Regions from separate parts of the Sus scrofa genome. Here region 1 is linked to region 2. Evidence: chromatin contacts called from public promoter capture Hi-C data. All regions are on one chromosome and are shown on one strand. Each heading gives the region's core, a stretch centred on a gene start, on an enhancer-like site or on the middle of the called end of the contact. The rest is flanking DNA. Distances are from core to core; before and after follow the strand shown.

Region 1 (3,994 bases), core at 1,014-3,513, 280 kb after region 2:
TCCTGCCCCTACTCTGAGGCTGGGCTACCTGGATCCGGGTTTGTGCCTCCACTGTGTGGATGCTGCCTTTAGTGAAATAAAATTGGAAATTCATTCACAAGTCTTGTAACACCTTTCTTCAGGCATAATGAATTGGAGGTGGGGGTTTGGGGAACCCATCGGCCTGTTCTGGGCCCTGCCAGCCTCTCCAGTGTCAGCCTGCACCACGCTCTTGGATCGCTTTATACTGGCCACGTGCATCGGGCTTCTTTCCATCTGCACACATTCCTTTCAGCCTCAGGGCCTTGGCACCTGCTGTTCATGTATCTGGAAATCTTGTCGCTTGGCCTGTGTGCCGTGATCGTATAGTAGTTAGTACTCTGCATTGTGGAATGCTCCTCGGTTCCTCCTCCTCCTACTAAATGTAGGTAACTCCTACTCACCCACCTCCCCCAGAAAAACCTTCTCTGACCTTCCTGATTAGGTCAAATGCTCCTAAGGACATGCACTTACATTGTATTTTTCCTGTGAGGACCTGTCAAAGTGTATCTCTACTGTGTGATGACTGTGTCTCTTCCCCCCTCACCTATGAGCTCTGCAGAGGTGTGGACTATATCTGGTTGTGCCCATCCTTGTATTTTCTAGGCCTCAGTACAGTGCCTAGGGTCCAGCAAGTGCTTAGCAAATGTTTCATGAGTGAATGGGTGGGTGAAGGGGTGGACAGTCCCAAGCAGCAGTTCTTTGATCATATCAGTAATTCCTCTGGGAATGACCCTTAGAAACTCAAACGTTTTTTTCGTGGAGTTTCCATTGTGGCTCATTGGTAATGAAACTGACTGGTACCCACGAGGACTCAGGTTTGATCCCTGGCCCAGTAGGTTAAGGATGCGGCATTGCCAGAGATGTGGTGTAGATTGCAGATGAGGCCTGGATCCTGAGTTGCTGTGGCTGTGGTGTAGGCTGGCAGCCGCAGTTCCAATTCAATTTGATCCCTAGCCTGGGAACTTCCATATACCGCAGGTGTGGCCCTAAAAAGACAAAAAGTTTTTTTCTCAAGGATCTGAGGACTGACTGCCATGTGCTATGTGTTTACCCAGGACTGTCTCTTTTTAAAGAATCTAGGGATTTCCTGTTGTGGCTTAGCACTAAGGAGCCCAACTAGTATCCATGAGGACGCAAGTTCCATCCCTGACCTTGCTCAGTGGGTTAAGGATGCTGCCTTGCTGTGGCTGTGATGTAGGCCTCTAGCTATTGCTCTGATTTGACCCCTAGCCAGGGAACTTCCATAAGCCGCAGGTGTGGCCCTAAAAAGCAAAAAAAAAAAAAAAAAAAAAAAAAAGAATCTAGTTCCTACTTCTCCATCCTCTCCTTTTCCGGGTCACAGACCCAGCCCCAGTCTGGCGGTAATGCTCCACCCTGTAACAGCTGCTTTCATCTTCAGGTCTCCACCCTTAGGCTTCACCGCCCCCTCAGGTGTGACGACACCTCGTGGTGCTACCCATAGAAGTCACTGCATCTTCTTCAGGAGGCTATAAAGTCACGTTAAAGAAGGGCCCATGGACTCCGAGTAAGACGACCAGGGGCCCTGTGGGAGGAAGAAGCCTGCATCAGGTTGCACCAACCTTAAGACACCAGGAGCTTCTACAAACTGCACACAGCATAGGCATGGGTTCAGATCCTTCAAAGACGCCGTCCCAAGGCTTCTCGATCCTACAGGAAGGAAGGCATTTTCCTGAGAAGTATTGGTGACAAGAAGAATTGGTGTCGGCTCCAGAACCCTAGCAAATCAGTTCTCAAGTTGGTACCCTTCTGATGTTTTCATAGCGACAGTAGCTTCCCTGCAGATGAGGGGTTGGAGGAGCCGGGAGACTATTCCCATCCGCCACAGTAGGAAGCTGAGGCCCAGTGGGCGTTACGGGGGCAGATGGCAAGCAGGCAAAGGTACAGACCCGGGAGCGCAGGAGCCAGATCCGCGCCCCTCTTCCCTGGCGCTTGCGCACTGCGGGCCCCATTCCCCGCTCAACTCCGCCCTCCTCGCTCGGGTTTTCAAATTTGAAACCTGCTCCTTTTCCCGCCCGAACATGTTGACCAGCGGCGGGAGAAGGCGGAACCGCGCGCAGCCAATGGTGCCTCAGAGGCCCCCCAGCCCCGCCCCAAGGTGAAGACAGCTGGCCGCAGGAGGCAATGGGCAAATGAGTGAGGGCGCCCGTCGGGCCCCGCCTCCGCCGTGCCCACGTGCAGCGGCGGAGCCAGGGGCCTCCTAGAGATCACCCGCCCCCAAAGCACCATTCTGTGTTCCGGCCTTTCGCCACCAGCACGGGGCTGGGAACTGAGGCCTAGAAACGCAAGTAACAGACGTGGAGTTGCTGAGCGAAGCTGTAGGACGCAGCAACCCTCCAGCCCAGGAGTTTGTCCAAGGGTCGGGCCTGGAGCCGAAGCTTGTAGCAGCCCTACAAGTCTGAGGGGGCGGGCGTGGTCGCGTGGGGTGGGCCGAGGTTCCCCGAGGTTCCCCGGCAAGTTTCAGGAGGGCGGGGCCAGGAGCTGGGCTGTCCCGGGGCGGGGCGGGGCGTCCTGGGGGGCGGGGCCGAGCGCCTGTGTTTGTTGCGCCGTGTCAGTTACATTGTAACAAAAGTGGTGCAGCCGCTCCTCCGGCCAGCACCGTAGGCCAGCCCGCCGCCAGCTGTCGCGGACATGGAACCCGTGGCCAGCAATATCCAAGTTCTGCTGCAGGCGGCCGAGTTCCTGGAGCGCCGCGAGAGAGGTGAGGAAGAACCCTTGGTTCTACTCGAGGCAGCGACCTCGTTGACATGGGCCTGGGCTGGACTTGGCTCCCAACTTGAAAGATGCATGGCTTTAGGGCAGTAGTTCTGGGGCACCCCTCCCTCACCTCAGAGGCGTCGGGCAGTGTGGTGGGAGGGCTTGGCGACATAGCCCTGTAGCCAGAAGGCCCTCCCTGATCCTACTGTGCCAGGGCCGCCCGCTGGTGTTAGCCCCAGCCTGACGCGGGCGGGGGTTCTCTCCCGCAGAGGCGGAGCATGGCTATGCGTCCCTGTTTCCGCACCGAAGTCCTGGCCCGGTCCACAGGAGGAGGCGGCGGTCCCCCCAAGATCCTGGCGCGCTGGACAGTGGGCGGTGAGGAAGGCTGGGGACAGCGGGGACCTGGGGTGGGGGATGGGCGCCGGCCCTCTTCGGGCCCCTCCACTGCCCACTTCATCCTTGTTGCTTGAATCGTCTGGGTCAGGTACCCTCCTCTGGAGGTATTCAGACTCCTCCTGCCGTTTCTCCCCTCCTCTCCCGCCCCTTAACACTCTTCGTTCAAGGACTCTTTCTCTGGTATGTTAGGAACTGTAAACCAGACACTTCTGGGTCTTGCGTCCCCTCACACTCTTACACTCCACACTCTTACGTCCCCAAGCTTACTCCTTTGCTGTCTTCTCAACCCTTTGCACATGCTGTTCCCCCCAGTTGGAATGCCTCTCTGTCCACTACCCATTTTGAATAACTTGTGTTGCTGGGCTTAGTTCAGTTGTCACCTGTGTCCAGGAAGCCCTTCCTGATTGCTGCTGGGGTTCTGATTTGGACCCCACAGTCACCTGGGCAGGCCTCTGTCAGCATTTGGCCTCCTTACTCTCTCTGCCTCTGCCTGGCGACTCAGGTGCCTGAAGCCAGTACGAGCTCCCCACAGCGGGCTGGTTTGGGGGACACATCTGTAGTGAATTTTGAGCCTCTGGGAGCCCTGGGAGTGAGGGTGTGGGCAGTAGCTGACGCCCCCTCACCCCATCCTCCCTGGCATTGGCAGGTCTGTGCATAACGAGTTGGAAAAGCGCAGGTGAGTCCCAACCCTGCCCTGACAGCACCAGGCCCCAGGAACTGCCTCCCTCTGGCCTTCCCTCCCCTGCTGTCCCTCATCTGGCCAGCAAGTCTGGGCTGGCACTGCCCTCTAGACCCCTTCCCCGCAGGAGGGCCCAGCTGAAGCGGTGCCTGGAGCAGCTGAAGCAGCAGATGCCCCTGGGGG
Region 2 (4,082 bases), core at 211-2,710:
TTCCAGTGCCATAATTCTTAACTGCTACAATAGCCTGCATCTGTTGCACGGATCTTTGTACCTGTGGGTCAAAAGTAGCACTGACATTGGTAAAGTTTTCTGGGAGCATGGTTATGTTCCAAAAGTTTATGGGAAGGAATTGGGAACTGGACATTCTCCTCCATTACCTTTCCTTTCTTCTCTCACACAAACCTTAGTGGTACAGGTTTGACTACTCAGCTGCTCTGGTGTCAGCACCTTCAAGCTGCAAAAGCAACTGGAAGTCAACTGGCATCTCCTCTATGCCAAGCAGTGTCAAGAGTTTTACATATATGACTTCCTTTCATCCTCAGATAGACTTGAAGAGCAGATATTATGATCCCTGTTTCAGAGATGGAAAAGCTGAGGAGAAAGATTTAAGTCTGCTTCTGGTCACATGGCTATCAAAGAGGATTCCTGTCCAGGCCTAAATCCACAGTCCAGGCTTTCTACCATAGTCCTGTCTTCTCGCTTCAACACAAAGTCTGAAAAATCCCCAAAGATTAAAGAGTTGTGCCCACTCTATTCCAGTCGTTAGGCATCTGGCAAACTTAAGAGACATAAAGAAAATGAGGTGACATCCACTCACTAGGTAGATCCACCATCATGTGTTCTAGTGAGCAGAGTTTTGGCAGTTCATCTCAAAACTGAAGTGTGGGTGTCCTTCCAAATGTAAACGGCCAAATAGCTCTCCTCTACCTCCCATTTTGCTTTAGTGGTAATCACTAGCTAAGGTCTGGGTCAAGCTCACACCCAACACAAGGGGCAGACCACATTCAAGCACAGCTACACCGGAAATGAACTAACGTTGCAGTCTGAGGAGTGTTTAGTCTCCGCCAGGCAGTGGCCAGCCAGGCAGAGCATAGAGCTTCTGTTGGGTGTATTCTTCTGGGCAGTCAGAAAAGACTGGGGAAGCATGAGGAGGGAGGGTAGGGTCTACGGCAACGTGGATGTGATGCGGGATGCAGAGACCAGAGAAAGACAGAACCTCTGAAACCAGAGACAGACAGAGAGACATCCACTGAGGGAGGCCAACGAAGCCAGAGACCTGCACGATGATAGAGGCCAGTGGAAAAACACAGAAACCCATGAGAGAAAGAGACTCGAACAGAGGGATAGAAACTCACAAAGGGAAGTCAACGGAGAAATACAGACCTGCTGCGTGAGGAAGACCTGCGGAGTGACGGGGACTGGTAGAGACAGAGACCTACACACAGAGAGACAGAGACGCGAATACAGAGAGAGCAGTGACCCACAAGGAGAACCACAAACCCTCAGAGAGCCCCGCAGAGACGGAGACGCGACGGCCTCGGGCTGCTGAATCCCACGGGGCGGCCCGGAAAGGATCGGCACCCGGGAGGACGTGGCCCGGGCCGGCCACCGCCGCTCACCTGCCGTCCTCCCAGGGCAACTGAGCCGCTTTCCTCCGGGAGGGGAACATCGTTGGGGGAGGCGGCGGCGCATGGAGCTCTAGCTCCGAGCCGGGCCAGCCCGGCCTCCCCGGCCTACGCGGCGCCTCCGCCTCCCGCCCCGCCCAGGCCCGTCCGCCCCGCCCCTGGGTCCGCTGGGTCCGCTGCTCCGGCCGAGCCGTGTGCTCCCCGGAGCTGCAGCGTCAAAGGTTCCGCGTCCGGAGGAACACGTGAGCGCTCCAACCGCCTGAACTGCTGTTTTCCGAGAACCGCTTAACATCCCGAGAAATTGGGACCCCAGGGAGGGCTCAAGTCAATGGTCTGGGACTGGACTAAGACCACAAACTTCCAAATCAGCGCCCTGGATCTCCTGCGTCTTCCTCCTCTTCCCAAGGGAAGGCAGGGAGCGTCTGAGCCGCGGTCAACCCAGGTGCAACAAGCTTGGATGGGGACAGAGCCAAGTGCAGGGTTCACCTGGGGTTCGGGCAATACCCTAAGTGATACCCCAAGTAGTAGTTAGGAGCGGCACTAAAGGCAAATTGACTGTATTTGAAACCTGATTCTGCCAATTTGGCTGTTTGGGAGCAAGGCACAATATTTTGCTTCTGTTTCCTCACCTAAGTAAATTGTTCTGATCTATATGGTTACTGTGAGGATTAAAGGAGAGAAAATGCAAACACTTGGTACAGTGATGGGCACAATAGTCAACGCTATATAAATGATAAATGTCATCCAGGGGAGGAGTACTTAGGTGGAGCTGAGGTGAGTACTTAAGAAGGGCATAGAAGATAGATTTCCCATATCTGACCTGTCACTGTAATTTAGCCCTATGCTGGGCCAGCTTCCCTCCTGGGAAGAGAGAGTGGCAATGTTATTAGACTTAATCTCTGTTCTTCCAGGCAAATTTTGTTTCCTAATAAATAGCTAACATGCATTGAGTTGTGACTATGTGCCAGTCATTGTTTTAAATTCTTTGCTACTGTCAGAGTTCCCATCGTGGCGCAGCATTAATGAATCTGGGTCTGATTCCTGGCCTCGCTCAGTGTGTTAAGGATCTGGCATTGCTGTGAGCTGTGGTGTAGGTTGCAGATGTGGCTCAGAGCTGATGTTGCTGTGCCTGTGGCGTAGGCCGACAGCCATAGCTCCAATTCAACCCCTAGCCTGGGAACCTCCATATGCCTTGGTTGCGGCCCTAAAAAGCAAAAATAGATACTTTACTATTGTTAACTCAATCTATTCTTGTGAGTATGGTACTTACTATGCCCACTTTTTTTTTTTTTTTTTTTTGTCTTTTTGCCATTTCTTGGGCTGCTCCCTCGCCATATAGAGGTTCCCAGGCTAGGGGTCCAATCAGAGCTGTAGCCGCCGGCCTACACCAGAGCCACAGCAACTCGGGATCAATCTGAGCCGCGTCTGCAACCTACAACACAACTCACAGCAACGCTGGATCCTTAACCCACTGAGCAAGGCCAGGGATCGAACCTGCAACCTCATGGTTCCTAGTTGGATTCGTTAACCACTGAGCCACGACGGGAACTCTGTGCCCCCTTTAAAGATGAGGTAACTGAGGAGTTTTCTAGGTGGCTCAGTGGGTTAAGTATCTGGTATTGTCACTGCTGTGGCTCGGGTCACTGCTGTGGCACAGATTCAATCCCTGTCCAGGGAACTTCCACATGCCCCAGGCAAAAAGAAAAAAAATAGATAAAAAAATAAAGATGTGAGGAGTTCTGGTTGTGGCGCAGCAGAAACGAATCTGACTAGGAAACATGAGGTTGCAGGTTCAATCCCTGGCCTTGCTCAGTGTGTTAAGGATCTAGGGTTGCCATGAGCTGTGGTATGGGTCGCAGATGTGGCTCAGATCTGGCGTGGCTGTAGCTCTGATTTGACCCCTAGCCTGGGAAACGCCATATGCCAAGGGTGTGGCCCTAAAAAGCAAAAAAATAAATTAAAAAATTAAAATTAAAAAAAAAGATGAGTTTCTGCTGTGGCACAGTGGGATTGGCAGCATCTCTGCAGCACCACGACACTAGTTAAAAAGATCCAGCGGAGTAGGTAACAACTAAGGCAGGAACGAAGGGAGGGAGGAAAAAAAAATGATGAGGGAACTGAGGTGGTTTGGTTGCACAAACTATGGTCTCAACTACTCTACTTCTGAGACAACTTTACTATATGGGTGGGAAATTATTTGTTCCCAGCAGTGCTCTTTCTTCTTTTAACCCCACATACAATCCACCCATCCCCTTCTTGCTGATCTCTCCTAGGGCACTGTACCTTATAGCAGATCCTTGACAAGTTCAGCCTCAATTTCACTGATGACAAAGGCGAGGCCAACCCCTGCAGAGACCAGTCAGGTAAGGCCAATGTTGGAAGCAGAGAGATGGGACTGACCTGGAAAGCACGAGCCCCTCTAAAGGGGACAGTTACCCTTCAGGCCAGCTAATTGTTGCTGCATCAGGACGAGGCCCCAGTAGTATCAGATCTCAAGAAATCAAGTTTCATGTTAAAAACCCAGTTAACTTTTTTTTTTGCTTTTTAGGGTGGCACCCAAGGCATATGGAGATTCCCAGGCTAGGGATCCAATTGGAGCTACAGCTGCTGGCCTATGCCACGGCCACAGCAATGCAGGATCCAAGCCGTGCTTGTGACCTACACCAC

Evidence for each region. Promoter capture Hi-C pulls out the DNA fragments that hold promoters and counts their contacts.
Region 1: a contact with region 2 is called in a promoter capture Hi-C map of fetal liver, with 2.4 times the contacts expected there. The contact joins the promoter of MXD3 here to the promoter of B4GALT7 in region 2. A contact is called at or near these places in 1 of 5 promoter capture datasets (fetal liver) and 1 of 2 datasets of contacts at active chromatin or transcription factors (alveolar macrophages).

What each region holds. Positions count from the first base shown.
Region 1 is chr2:80,634,720-80,638,713 of Sscrofa11.1, forward strand. It overlaps MXD3 (MAX dimerization protein 3), which reads left to right and starts at 2,264. Exons shown (of 6, transcript NM_001244104.1): 1 at 2,264-2,740; 2 at 3,006-3,111; 3 at 3,779-3,808; 4 at 3,939-3,994. The coding sequence starts at 2,671. LMAN2 (vesicular integral-membrane protein VIP36) reads left to right here. Exons shown (of 8, transcript XM_013994865.2): 8 at 1,421-1,449. The coding sequence ends at 1,434.
Region 2 is chr2:80,358,418-80,362,499 of Sscrofa11.1, forward strand. B4GALT7 (beta-1,4-galactosyltransferase 7) reads right to left here and starts at 1,461. Exons shown (of 6, transcript NM_001168422.1): 1 at 1,410-1,461. The coding sequence starts at 1,459.